Regions from separate parts of the Mus musculus genome. Here regions 1 and 3 are each linked to region 2. Evidence: chromatin contacts called from public HiChIP or PLAC-seq and capture Hi-C data. All regions are on one chromosome and are shown on one strand. The core of a region is the stretch at or near the end of the contact, and the rest is flanking DNA. Distances in the headings are between cores, read along the strand shown. Region 1 overlaps Ptpn12 (protein tyrosine phosphatase, non-receptor type 12). Region 2 overlaps Gsap (gamma-secretase activating protein). Region 3 has its middle 16 kb from the start of Rsbn1l.

Evidence for each region. HiChIP or PLAC-seq counts read pairs in DNA pulled down with a chosen protein or histone mark. Capture Hi-C pulls out chosen DNA fragments and counts their contacts.
Region 1: a capture Hi-C map of bone marrow-derived macrophages shows a contact between it and region 2, with 4 times the contacts expected there. The contact joins two enhancer-like sites. A contact is called at or near these places in 2 of 484 Hi-C or Micro-C datasets (the AML12 cell line and bone marrow-derived macrophages), 1 of 115 datasets of contacts at active chromatin or transcription factors (bone marrow-derived macrophages) and 1 of 9 other capture datasets (bone marrow-derived macrophages).
Region 3: an H3K4me3 HiChIP or PLAC-seq map of bone marrow-derived macrophages shows a contact between it and region 2, with 5 times the contacts expected there. The contact joins two enhancer-like sites. A contact is called at or near these places in 8 of 39 promoter capture datasets (the 3T3-L1 cell line, 3T3-L1-derived adipocytes, the C10 cell line and 2 more), 1 of 15 datasets of contacts at CTCF or cohesin (CD8 T cells), 2 of 484 Hi-C or Micro-C datasets (natural killer cells and neutrophils), 5 of 115 datasets of contacts at active chromatin or transcription factors (bone marrow-derived dendritic cells, bone marrow-derived macrophages, memory CD8 T cells and 2 more) and 2 of 9 other capture datasets (adipose tissue and liver).

Annotation. Positions count from the first base shown.
Region 1 is chr5:21,023,034-21,026,297 of GRCm38.p6, reverse strand. The region is part of intron 2 of Ptpn12 (protein tyrosine phosphatase, non-receptor type 12); the gene reads left to right. Among named protein-coding and RNA genes, the nearest start is that of Ptpn12, 31 kb to the left of the region's middle. Within about 2 kb of position 1,602, at least 5 of the 459 cell types and tissues checked have an H3K27ac peak or open chromatin away from gene starts, as enhancers often do. A contact at or near this core is called in bone marrow-derived macrophages, where this site is marked.
Region 2 is chr5:21,200,616-21,204,002 of GRCm38.p6, reverse strand. The region is part of intron 3 of Gsap (gamma-secretase activating protein); the gene reads right to left. Among named protein-coding and RNA genes, the nearest start is that of Gsap, 16 kb to the right of the region's middle. Within about 2 kb of position 1,627, at least 16 of the 459 cell types and tissues checked have an H3K27ac peak or open chromatin away from gene starts, as enhancers often do. A contact at or near this core is called in bone marrow-derived macrophages and memory CD8 T cells, where this site is marked.
Region 3 is chr5:20,966,124-20,969,797 of GRCm38.p6, reverse strand. No RefSeq gene overlaps it. Among named protein-coding and RNA genes, the nearest start is that of Rsbn1l, 16 kb to the right of the region's middle. Within about 2 kb of position 1,792, at least 90 of the 459 cell types and tissues checked have an H3K27ac peak or open chromatin away from gene starts, as enhancers often do. A contact at or near this core is called in bone marrow-derived macrophages and memory CD8 T cells, where this site is marked.

The DNA of each region.
Region 1 (3,264 bases), core at 353-2,852, 180 kb after region 2:
TGGTAGTATTGGTGTGGTAAAGATTTTTGTATAAACACACTTTTATTCTTAAGTGCATATGTAGGAATATCATTGCAGACCTACAGAAGTTTATATTTAACCTTTTTGGTTTTATGCGGCAGCAAGTTGCTGTGTAGCCGAGGCTGGATTCTGAATTCTTACTCCTCCTGCCTCAGCCTGTAACAGTGAACCTTTAGGCATGTACCACAACACCTAGCTTCTGTTTAGCTTTTTAAGAAAATTGAGATAAATGTATTTCAAAGTCACTATCCTGTTTTCTATTTCCAACATTAGTATGTAAGCACCAGTTGCCCACATTCCTACCAGCACTCGTAAGTTTTGGATTTTTGCTTGAGACTGTGTCTGCTTGGTATTAAGCTGCTAGCTACAAGCATCCTTCCTTCCTCAGCCTCCTGAGCAGCTGAGTTAGAGGTGTGAGCCATTGTACTTAGTTAGCTGCAGGACTTTCCTTTTCTGAGTGTGTACACCTGTTCACACGTGCTTGTGGAGGCCTGAGGTCAATGCTGGCAGTTTTCCTCAGTTGCTCTTCAGATTGAAGCAAAGTCTTAATGAAGTTCAGAGCTCACTGTTAAGGCTAGTCCCACTGTCTAGCTGCTCATATGTACTCAGCAAGCACTCAGCTGCTTCAACCACGAGACATCGTCCCAGGTCCAGACTTCTGGTGATAGTTTTTCTAGTGCTTCTTGATGTGTTTCTAATTTGATGTGTTTTTCATGTGCTGTTAGCTAATTCTTTGGTGAAAAGTCTTCCAGTTTTTTAAAGAAAACTTTATTTTAATCTTAGTGTGTTATAAGAATTCTTTTTTAGAACCAGTAAATCTAAGAGGTCCTATTGTTAGAAAAAAATAATGAAAGATAAAATATTTGTTATTTTCAGTTCTGTCCAAATGAAATTATAGATAAAGTTTATTACTGTGGATTTCCAGTGGAAGCAAAAACAATAAACCATTTGCAATCCTGAAAAAAAAAAAAAAAAAAGAATTCTTTTTGTTGTTCCTGCTTGGGTTTGAAATAGAGATCTCATACTTGCCTTAGCCTCAAACCTTCCTAGTGCTGGGATTACAAGTGTGGATTAATGTCCAACAAGAGTTCTTAATACATCCTGAATCCTAGAAACTATTCCCAGAATTAAATTTCTCTATTAGATAAAAGGTTACTTACCTATGTTTGTTTGTTTGTAAGGGCTAAAAGTGAGAAAGGCTTTGGAGTTGGTGAAATGGAAATAGTCTGCCTATTTTGTTGTTAAATAGGAAGATTATATTACTTCACATTGTGTATGGTTAAACTTTTTCATCTTAAGAAACTTTTAAGAGTAAGGAAGAAATTCCCACCTTGCACGTAGGCAGCCTAACATGTAGGCTAAGGATCTTAACTATCATTTTGGAACCAGTTGTTGTACTCTACCTTAGAGGTACTTTGACTAGAGAGTGGTATGCCGTATGGATAACAGTTATTAACTGGGACCCCTTATTACTGGCGAACATAGTAAGAGGAAGCATTTACAGTTAGTCAGCATTATCCTGACTGAATATTCTAGCCTCATGTATCAGAAGCAGCATTTTTGGAACATCTATTTTCTTTTCTAAATGGTACTTTAAAAAGGGAAGCCACATAATGTGAATGAAATCAGTGTCAGAGCACTAGCAAACATGTAACCATTTTAGTGCCTGAAAAATTTTTAGAGATAGTTTACATAGAGATTATTCTTATGTCTGTCTTATATCTCTTCCTACAAATTTCCAAAATAAAGATTTTATCCCCCAAAAATAAGAAAAAAGAACTTTAGTGCTTTATATAATATTTGAACCAATGAAAAATAAGTTACTCATTGTAGTTGGCCTTGTAATAGTTTAGTTTATGCATAGCTGTTTCCATTTCTAGTTTTTCTTTTTGTATGTTAATTGGCTTTCTGATTCATTGTGGATTAAAAGGCCATAATGTGATAGTCATAGTTACAGTGTACATATTCTGATCCTTTCTAAACCAAAGGTAGTAATTATTAGGCAGCTCTAATACCTTACCAACCAGATGTCTGAGGTTTCTTTAAATTACAAGTAATAAGATGTGTATGTACCTCAGGAACCACCCTGTCTTCAACCATGAAGCTGTACATTAAGAACAAATATAATTCTGTAGTATTCTTTTTTTCTTTATGTATGTGAGCATGTACATACATGTTTGTGCCTGTGTCGGTTTATGTGCACCACATGTGTGCAGGTTCTCTGGGGAGGCCAGAGTTCATCAGATCCCTTGAAGCTGGAGTTACAAGTGGTTGTGAGCCATCTGGCAGGGGCATTGAGAATCACTGTGATCCTCTGCAATGCAGCAATGGCCTATAACTACCCAGCCGTCTCGCCAGTCTTTAGTCTTATGGTATTAGTCCCCCAAAATATATAGTTTCCTCCTGGTCAAAAGTCATAAATTAGGAAAACTTGTAATTTGAAGAGACAAAGAAGAAGGAATAACTAAATCTATGTGTAATCTTAGAAAACATCAAGAAAATTGTTACTTAATAGTTTTATAACTGAATTTTCTGGGTTTGATAATTATGCTGTATTTATATAGGATTTTAGTCTTAAGACAGAAAAGGGGGCTATTCCTATAACCCCAGCACTTAGGAGGCTAAGTACAAAGAATCATGAGTTTGGAGGCAGAGACAGGCAGATTTCTGAATTCGAGGCCAGCCTGGTCTACAAAGTGAGTTCCAGGACAGCCAAGACTATACAGAGAAACCCTGTCTCGAAAAACCAAAAAAAAAAAAAAAAAAAAAAAAAAAAAGAACATAAGAATCATGAGTTCGAAACTAGTCCAGACTGTATAGCAAGGTCCTGGTTGAAATATTCCTACCCAACACAAATTTGTAGCTATTATTAGAAATCTCAGTAGCAGTTAGCTATAACTCTACATTATTTTTGCAATTTCTATCTAAATCTAAAGTCATTTCTAAATATTTATTATAGTTTTTTGGGTTTGTAAGATTTTGGTCTTTTGTTGTTGTCTTGAAATAGGGTCTCTCTAGAACTTAGTATGTAGACCAGGCTGGCCTTAACATAGATAGAGGCTTACAAGATGACTCCATGAGCTAACTTACTTGCTGCCAAGCCTGACGACCTGAGTTGTTTCCAGAGTCCACGTGGTGGAAGGAGAGAAGCAGATGCTGCAGTCCATTCTCTGATACAGCCCATGTGGCACGCATGTTCAATACTGTCCCATGCCCTCATATACACATAAGTAAACAAACATA
Region 2 (3,387 bases), core at 378-2,877:
GTGGACACTCGCCCTTGCCCAGTACTGAGGAGGCCCATCTCTTCCTTAGTGGAGCATCATCAGAGATGGTTAATGGGAAGCCAAGATATCTGCTATCACCTTCCCAACACCTACCTAACAGTCCCTGAGTCCTTACCCTGGGGTTGGAGCTGCAAACTGCATCTCTACCTGTGAGTAATGGGGCACCCTCTCAGCTGAGTCTCATCAAAGGAAGGCAAGTGGAGGGCTTGAGTTCCACCACCTAAGCAGGAGTGAGGTGGTGCCCTCTATTCCTCAATGAGCTCTGTATCAGAGGACACTAAAACAGAAAACTAAATAACATCGAGAGTCTCTTGGGAGAGACTCAAACAATGAGTCATGCCAGGGACCAGGAAAACTTCAGCTCAAGTGACAGAGAAATAGGCATTAAGCACTAGAGTGGCAAATATAAGATGCTGTGGCAAAGATTTTAAAGAAGCTGTGGTTTAAAAAACCAAAACCAAAACAAAACAAAAACCCCTTCAGTACGTCTTAGTTAGGGTTTTACTGCTGTGAACAGACACCATGAACAAAGCAACTCTCAATATTTAATATGACAATAAGGACAATATTTAATTTGCCTGGTTTACAGTTTCAGAGTTTCAGTCCATTATCATCAAGGCAGAGTTCAGGCAGGCATGGTGCTGGAGGAGCTGAGAGTTCTACATCTTCCTCTGAAGGCTACGAACAGAAGACTCCCTTCCAGGCAACTAGGAAGAAGGTCGTAAAGCCCATACCCACAAAGACACACCTACTCCAACAAGGCCACACCTTCTAATAGCATTGTTCCCTGGGACAAGCATATACAAACCATCACAAATAACTTTAAAATGTGATTGAATGAAAATTAAATAGAAATTTTAAGAAGGAAATATATAAAGAAAAATGCCTAGAAAATTTGCACCTAAAAAGTGCAATAATCAACTATTTAAATCTCAAATGATAGTAACATGGTTTAAGAAAAAAACTCTATGAACTTGAAGGAAAATGAATACCTCATTTGAACAACACGAAGTAAATAATCTGGGATGGGGGAAAAGGAGCCGAAGCTCAGACTCGGGGCTATCACAAAGGTCTGTGTGAACTACTCTAACGTGTCCAAAAAGAGAAGAGTGGAACTTAAAGACACAGCAGCTGCTGCATGGATTGCCCCAAATTGAGCAAAAGATTTAAGAATTGTATGAAAACCCAAACAAATCCATATGGGCATACACAAGTAAATTTGCAGAAAATAAAGAGCAAAGGAGAAATTTAAAAAAAAAAAAAAAAAAAAACCCTTTTTCAAAAGTGATTGGGGGAAGTGATACCTTGAGTACAGGAGGGAAATAATTTATAAGACAGGTTTCCCATGAGAACTCTGAAGGGGGGAGGGGGGAGAAGAGAGGGAAGAAACAAAGAAAAAAGGAAGGAAGACTTTTTTTCACGACCCAAAAGACAAGACCTGCCATCCTGAATTTTAGACTCAGCAAAATCATCATTCAAAATGAATAAATAAAAGAAATGTGAAGGAAAAGAAAATTGAGAATGTGTGACCTGCACACCAACTGTAAAATACTGGTACTAAAGCTAAGTCTTAAAAGACCAAGAAGATGACATTTTTAAAACAGGAAGCAGTACAGGACACCAGGGAGGAAGAGGAAACAATGGAAAGAGGAACGATATGGGATCATGTAAATGATTCCCACATTCATATTTTCTAAAAGTCATCAACAACAAAGGCAGACGTATGTCATCAAATGTGGGTCTTGAAAAGTGCCAAGAAGCTAAGGCTGCCACTCATCTGCCTATCATTAACCCAGGGCTAGATGTTCAATCCCAAGGTCCACAAGAAAGTAAAAGGTTCAAACTAGAATAAAAGTCTTTTTTAAACTGGGAAGGCTGGCTAGAGAGATGGTGCAGCAGTTAAGAGGGCTTACTGCTCTTTTTTTTTTTTTTTTTTTTTTTTATTACATATTTTCCTCAATGACATTTCCAATGCTATCCCAAAAGTCCCCCATACCCTCCCCCCCCCCACTTCCCTACCCACCCATTCTCATTTTTTTGGCCCTGGCTTTCCCCTGTACTGGGGCATATAAAGTTTGTGTGTCTGATGGGCCTCTCTTTCCAGTGATGGCCGATTAGGCCATCTTTTGATACATATGTAGCTAGAGTCAAGAGTTCCGGGGTACTGGTTAGTTCATAATGTTGTTGCACCTACAGGGTTGCAGATTTCTTTAGCTCCTTGGGTACTTTCTCTAGCTCCTCCATTGGGGGCCCTGTGATCCATCCAATAGCTGACTGTGAGCATCCACTTATGTGTTTGCTAGGCCCCTGCCTAGTCTCACAAGAGACAGCTATATCTGGGTCCTTTCAGCAAAATCTTGCTAGTGTATGCAGTGGTGTCAGCGTTTGGAAGCTGATTATAGGGTGGATCCCTGGATAAGGCAGTCTCTAGATGGTCCATCCTTTTGTCGCAGCTCCAAACGTTGTCTCTGTAACTCCTTCCATGAGTGTTTTGTTCCCAATTCTAAGAAGGGGCACAGTGTCCACACTTTGGTCTTCATTCTTCTAGAGTTTCATGCATTTGACAAATTGTATCTTATATCTTGGGTATACTAAGTTTTGGGCTAGTATCCACTTATCAGTGAGTACATATTGTGTGAGTTCCTTTGTGATTGAGTTACCTCGCTCAGGATGATGCCCTCCAGGTCCATCCATTTGGCTAGGAATTTCATAAATTCATTCTTTTTAATAGCTGAGTAGTACTCCATTGTGTAAATGTACCACATTTTCTGTATCCATTCCTCTGTTGAGGGGCATCTGGGTTCTTTCCAGCTTCTGGCTATTATAAATAAGGCTGCTATGAACATAGTGGAGCATGTGTCCTTCATACCGGTTGGGACATCTTCTGGATATATGCCCAGAGGGCTTACTGCTCTTATAGAGGATACAGGTTCAGTTCCCAGCCCATATGCGGTAGCTCACAACTCCAGTTTCAGGGGATTCAATGCCCTCTTCTGGCCTCTATGGGCTTCTGCATGCACATAAGCTCACACAAGGACACATACATTTTTTTTTCAAAGACAGAGAAAATATTGGAAACAACTGTAAATTTAGGAAAGTCATTGACTTTAAAAAGTAAGGGTTCCAGTTTCACTGGAACTGGTCAGTGGTCTCCAGCAGATCTTAGAGATGACAGCAGAGATCTATCACTGTGTACATGACAGCAGTGGTAACAACAAAATCTTGCCTATATGATGAAATGACAGAGAATCACACTACACATGTTCCACCAATGTCGCTGTCCTGGTTCTACTGACAGGCTACAGTTATACAAGGTGTGGCAACTGGAGACAACTGGGTTAAGGGTACATGGGACAGTTTTGCCCA
Region 3 (3,674 bases), core at 543-3,042, 230 kb after region 2:
TTTTTTTTTAAAGATTTATTTATTATATGTAAGTACACTGTAGCTGTCTTCAGACATTTTTTCTTCTCTCTCTGGCCCTGCTCGCTCTGGACCCGCTCACTCCAGCCTTTAAAGTTTTTAATAATCGAATATGAGACATAACTCTTCAGTCTCCTCACAAAGTGATTTTTGTTTTGTTTTTCTCTTTTTAGTTTTATGTTGATTCGGTTTGGTTTGGTTTTTCGAGACAGGGTTTCTCTGTGTAGCCTTGGCGGTCCTGGAACTTACTCTGTACCCAGGCTGTCCCAAACTTAAGAGATCCTCCTGACTCTGTCTCCCAGGTGCTGGGATTAAAGGCATGCACCACCACCCAGCCATAACACAGGTCTTTTTGTTCAGTATTTGATATATATAGATGTTAAAAAATACAAAAGTTGAGTTATAGCAACCCGTATATCAGTTCCCTGAGTTCTATAGTAACTGTTGTATTTGCCTTAACGTGTGTCTAACCACGAACGCGCTCCCCTCTTCATCCTCTGATCAAGGTGTGGGTATACAAGAATAAACAAGCATAAGGGAACTTTTCCCCCAGGAATAGTATTTGGCCACTGGGGGGCGTCAACGGGCCATAAAGTGTGTTAGGAAGTCCTCTGTGGTGAGGAAGCTCCACAAAGGGCTTCTCTGGAGTGCCAGAGCTGGTCAGAAATCTGCAAGTCAGCAGCTGTTTGTCTGCCCCTTGGAGTCTACACAGGCCAGTCTACAAGGCTGACTGCTGGTTAGCGCGTTCATGATGGAGGAGAGGTTGGAATGTTACAGATCCAAAATCGGGCATCTCAGGTTAGCTTCAGCCCCTAAATAGCCACTTTTTGCCCACCTCTGTGTATGACCTTGCCTGCTTGTTAACTTCCACCAAACAGAAGCTGAGAATGTAATCTGATAGCGTCTCCAGGGACGAGCAGAGTTTGCCTTGCTGCGACTCTCCTGCCTCCTGATGTCCTCATCCATGTACTTGAAAAGTGCTCTGCTATATGACTTCTTCCGTTGTTATTCTAAAACTATAAAATGTTACTTCATAAAAACATGGAGTTTGAGGGGTTGAAGGGATAATCCCGGCTAAGAGTGGTGGCTGCTCTTTCAGAGGACCTGACTTCAGTTCCTGTCACCCACACGGTGACTCACGACCATCCCAGGGGACCTGATGCCTCTTTTCACCTGCTCGGGCACCGCATGCATATGTGATGCTCATACATATAGTCAGGTATACACACATACTCAAAAATCTTTTTTAAATATGGGGTTTGAGGTAACCTCAGTTTGTTTTCCTGGACCACATTCATGCACGTTTTGCTTCAGAATAAACTCTTTCCTTTTTTTTTGAGAGTTGATGCCCTCACTTCTTTTAAACAGTTATCCAATTCTGGAAGAAAACCCACATCACTGGCAGCAAATGAGCTTTTGCAAATTCTAATCTAATTATGTGGATCATTAACTTGGGTCAGAGAGCTTAGTTAATGTTATATCTATGAAAATAAGCTGACAACATGTGTTAAGTGTTGGTGCTTGTGAGACAGGGTTTGGGGCAGTGTGTTCCCTGCCCCCCTCCCAGCTAGGGCTAGCTTCCCATATGCAAATGCTCCACTCCGCTAGAGCACACAGCACCAGTGTTGGCTAACTGCAGGCTGCTGCTCTCTGTGAACACAGGGTCAGGTTTATCACTGTCGCCAACTCTTACACACAGCACAGTCTAGCACACCCCAGTGCTCAGCACATACTTACCACAGGAATGAGTGGATTAAAATAGAATCACCACGTTAACGTCACTGCCAATCAAAGTTAAGCAACTAACCTGCTTTGAGCAGAGTAGGTTGAAAATAGCTACATGATTGGTAGCATCAAATTCAAAAACGGAAGTGTAATAGAAAATGTAAACTCTTTTCTCCAAACACAAGAAATCTTCAGGGCTCTAGTAGGAAGTGTTCTTTTCTGTTTCTGTCATGGTCTCCTACCCTCTTTTAATACATTAACACCACTGGGGCTTTAGCTCAGTAGGCGAGCGTTTGCTTTTTTGTTGTTTGTTTTTGTTTTTTTCGAGACAGAGTTTCTCTGTATAGCCTTGGCTGTCCTGGAACTCACTCTGTAGACCAGGCTGGCCTCGAATTCAGAAATCTGCCTGCCTCTGCCTCCTGAGTGTTGGGATTAAAGGCATGTGCTACCACTGCCCGGCGACTGTTTGCTTTTTACAGGCACAATCCTCAGGGTTCAGACCCAAGTACTAAAAGGGGGGGGGGGGCTTAACTGTAGAATAAGAGCAGGAGCAAAAAGGTCTTGCTGGACGTGAGGCCGCGTGTAGGGCCTATTGTGCTTCCCGCTTCCCACACGTACAGCAGGAAAACCGGATATGAGGGAGCCCGCGGTCTCCTTCTGGGGTTAGCGGACGCCATCAGAAGCCAGGGAAGTTTTTCAGAACTGCGCAGGTACTTTTCAAGTACGAGAAAGGAGTAGAAATGTCCCAGAAGGAGTAGGATGTTTTTAGATGGTCCCTGATGCATGGACGAGTTGGGGCAAGAGCCGCTGGACCCTGTCCTTTTGGCCACTTCTTTCCAGTATCTGGGGACTGCTAAGATGGGAGGTAGGGATGGGGGGTGGGGACTTTGAGCCTGTCATGGGTTTTCAGTCACTTTGGCATGGAAAGCCATTTCCACACTCAGCATATATCATCAAACTATACACTATGGCTATTAGGAACATTATTATTATTATTATTATTATTATTATTATTATTATTATTATGTTGTTGTTGTTGTTGCTGCTGCTGCTGTTGTTTTTTAAAGATTTGCTTATTTTTATATGTATTAGTGTTTTTCCTACATGTTTGTGTGTACACTTCAGGTGTGCCTGGTACCTACAGAGGCCATAAGAGGGCGTCATCTCTTGGCACTGGAATTACTGACATTTGTGAGTTACCACGTGGGTGCGAGAACCAAGTTCTCTGCAAGAGCAGTCAGTGCTTTTAACCACTGAGCCATCCCTCCAGCCCCGTTAGGAGAGTTTGGTCTTTGTTACTGTTAGTTTGGTTTTTTGTTGTTTGTTTTCCTGTCTCCAGAGGAGGATGGGGGATTACTTGTGTCACAGTGTTCTGTGGATAGCAAGAAAGACTCATTTCAAATTTACTTGTTCTCTTATGTAACATCACGACAGCCTGCCCATATAGAGACGCTGAGACAGAGTAGAGAGTTCTTTCCATTTGTTGGTTGTTGAGACACGAGGTAGGCCTGGCTGGCTTGGAACTTTGTGTAGACCAGGTTGTGCCTGACTCTACTCAAACCTCACCTTTGAGGTGTTTAACTGGGATTAAAAACTTGTGCCATGTCTTAATCAGGGTTTTGTTTTGTTTTGTTTTTAAAGATTTATTTATTTATTATATGTAAGTACACTGTAGCTGTCTTCAGACACTCCAGAAGAGGGAGCCAGATCTCATTTCGGATGGTTGTGAGCCACCATGTGGTTGCTGGGAATCGAACTCAGGACCTTTGGAAGAGCAATCAGTGCTCTTAACTGCTGAGCCATCTCTCCAGCCCTTAATCAGGGTTTTTATTGCTATGGTAAACACCATGACCAAAACCAAATGAGGGAGAAAAGTGTTTATTTCAGTTTACAGTTCCACAACACTGAGAGAACTAAGGGTAGAAAGCAAG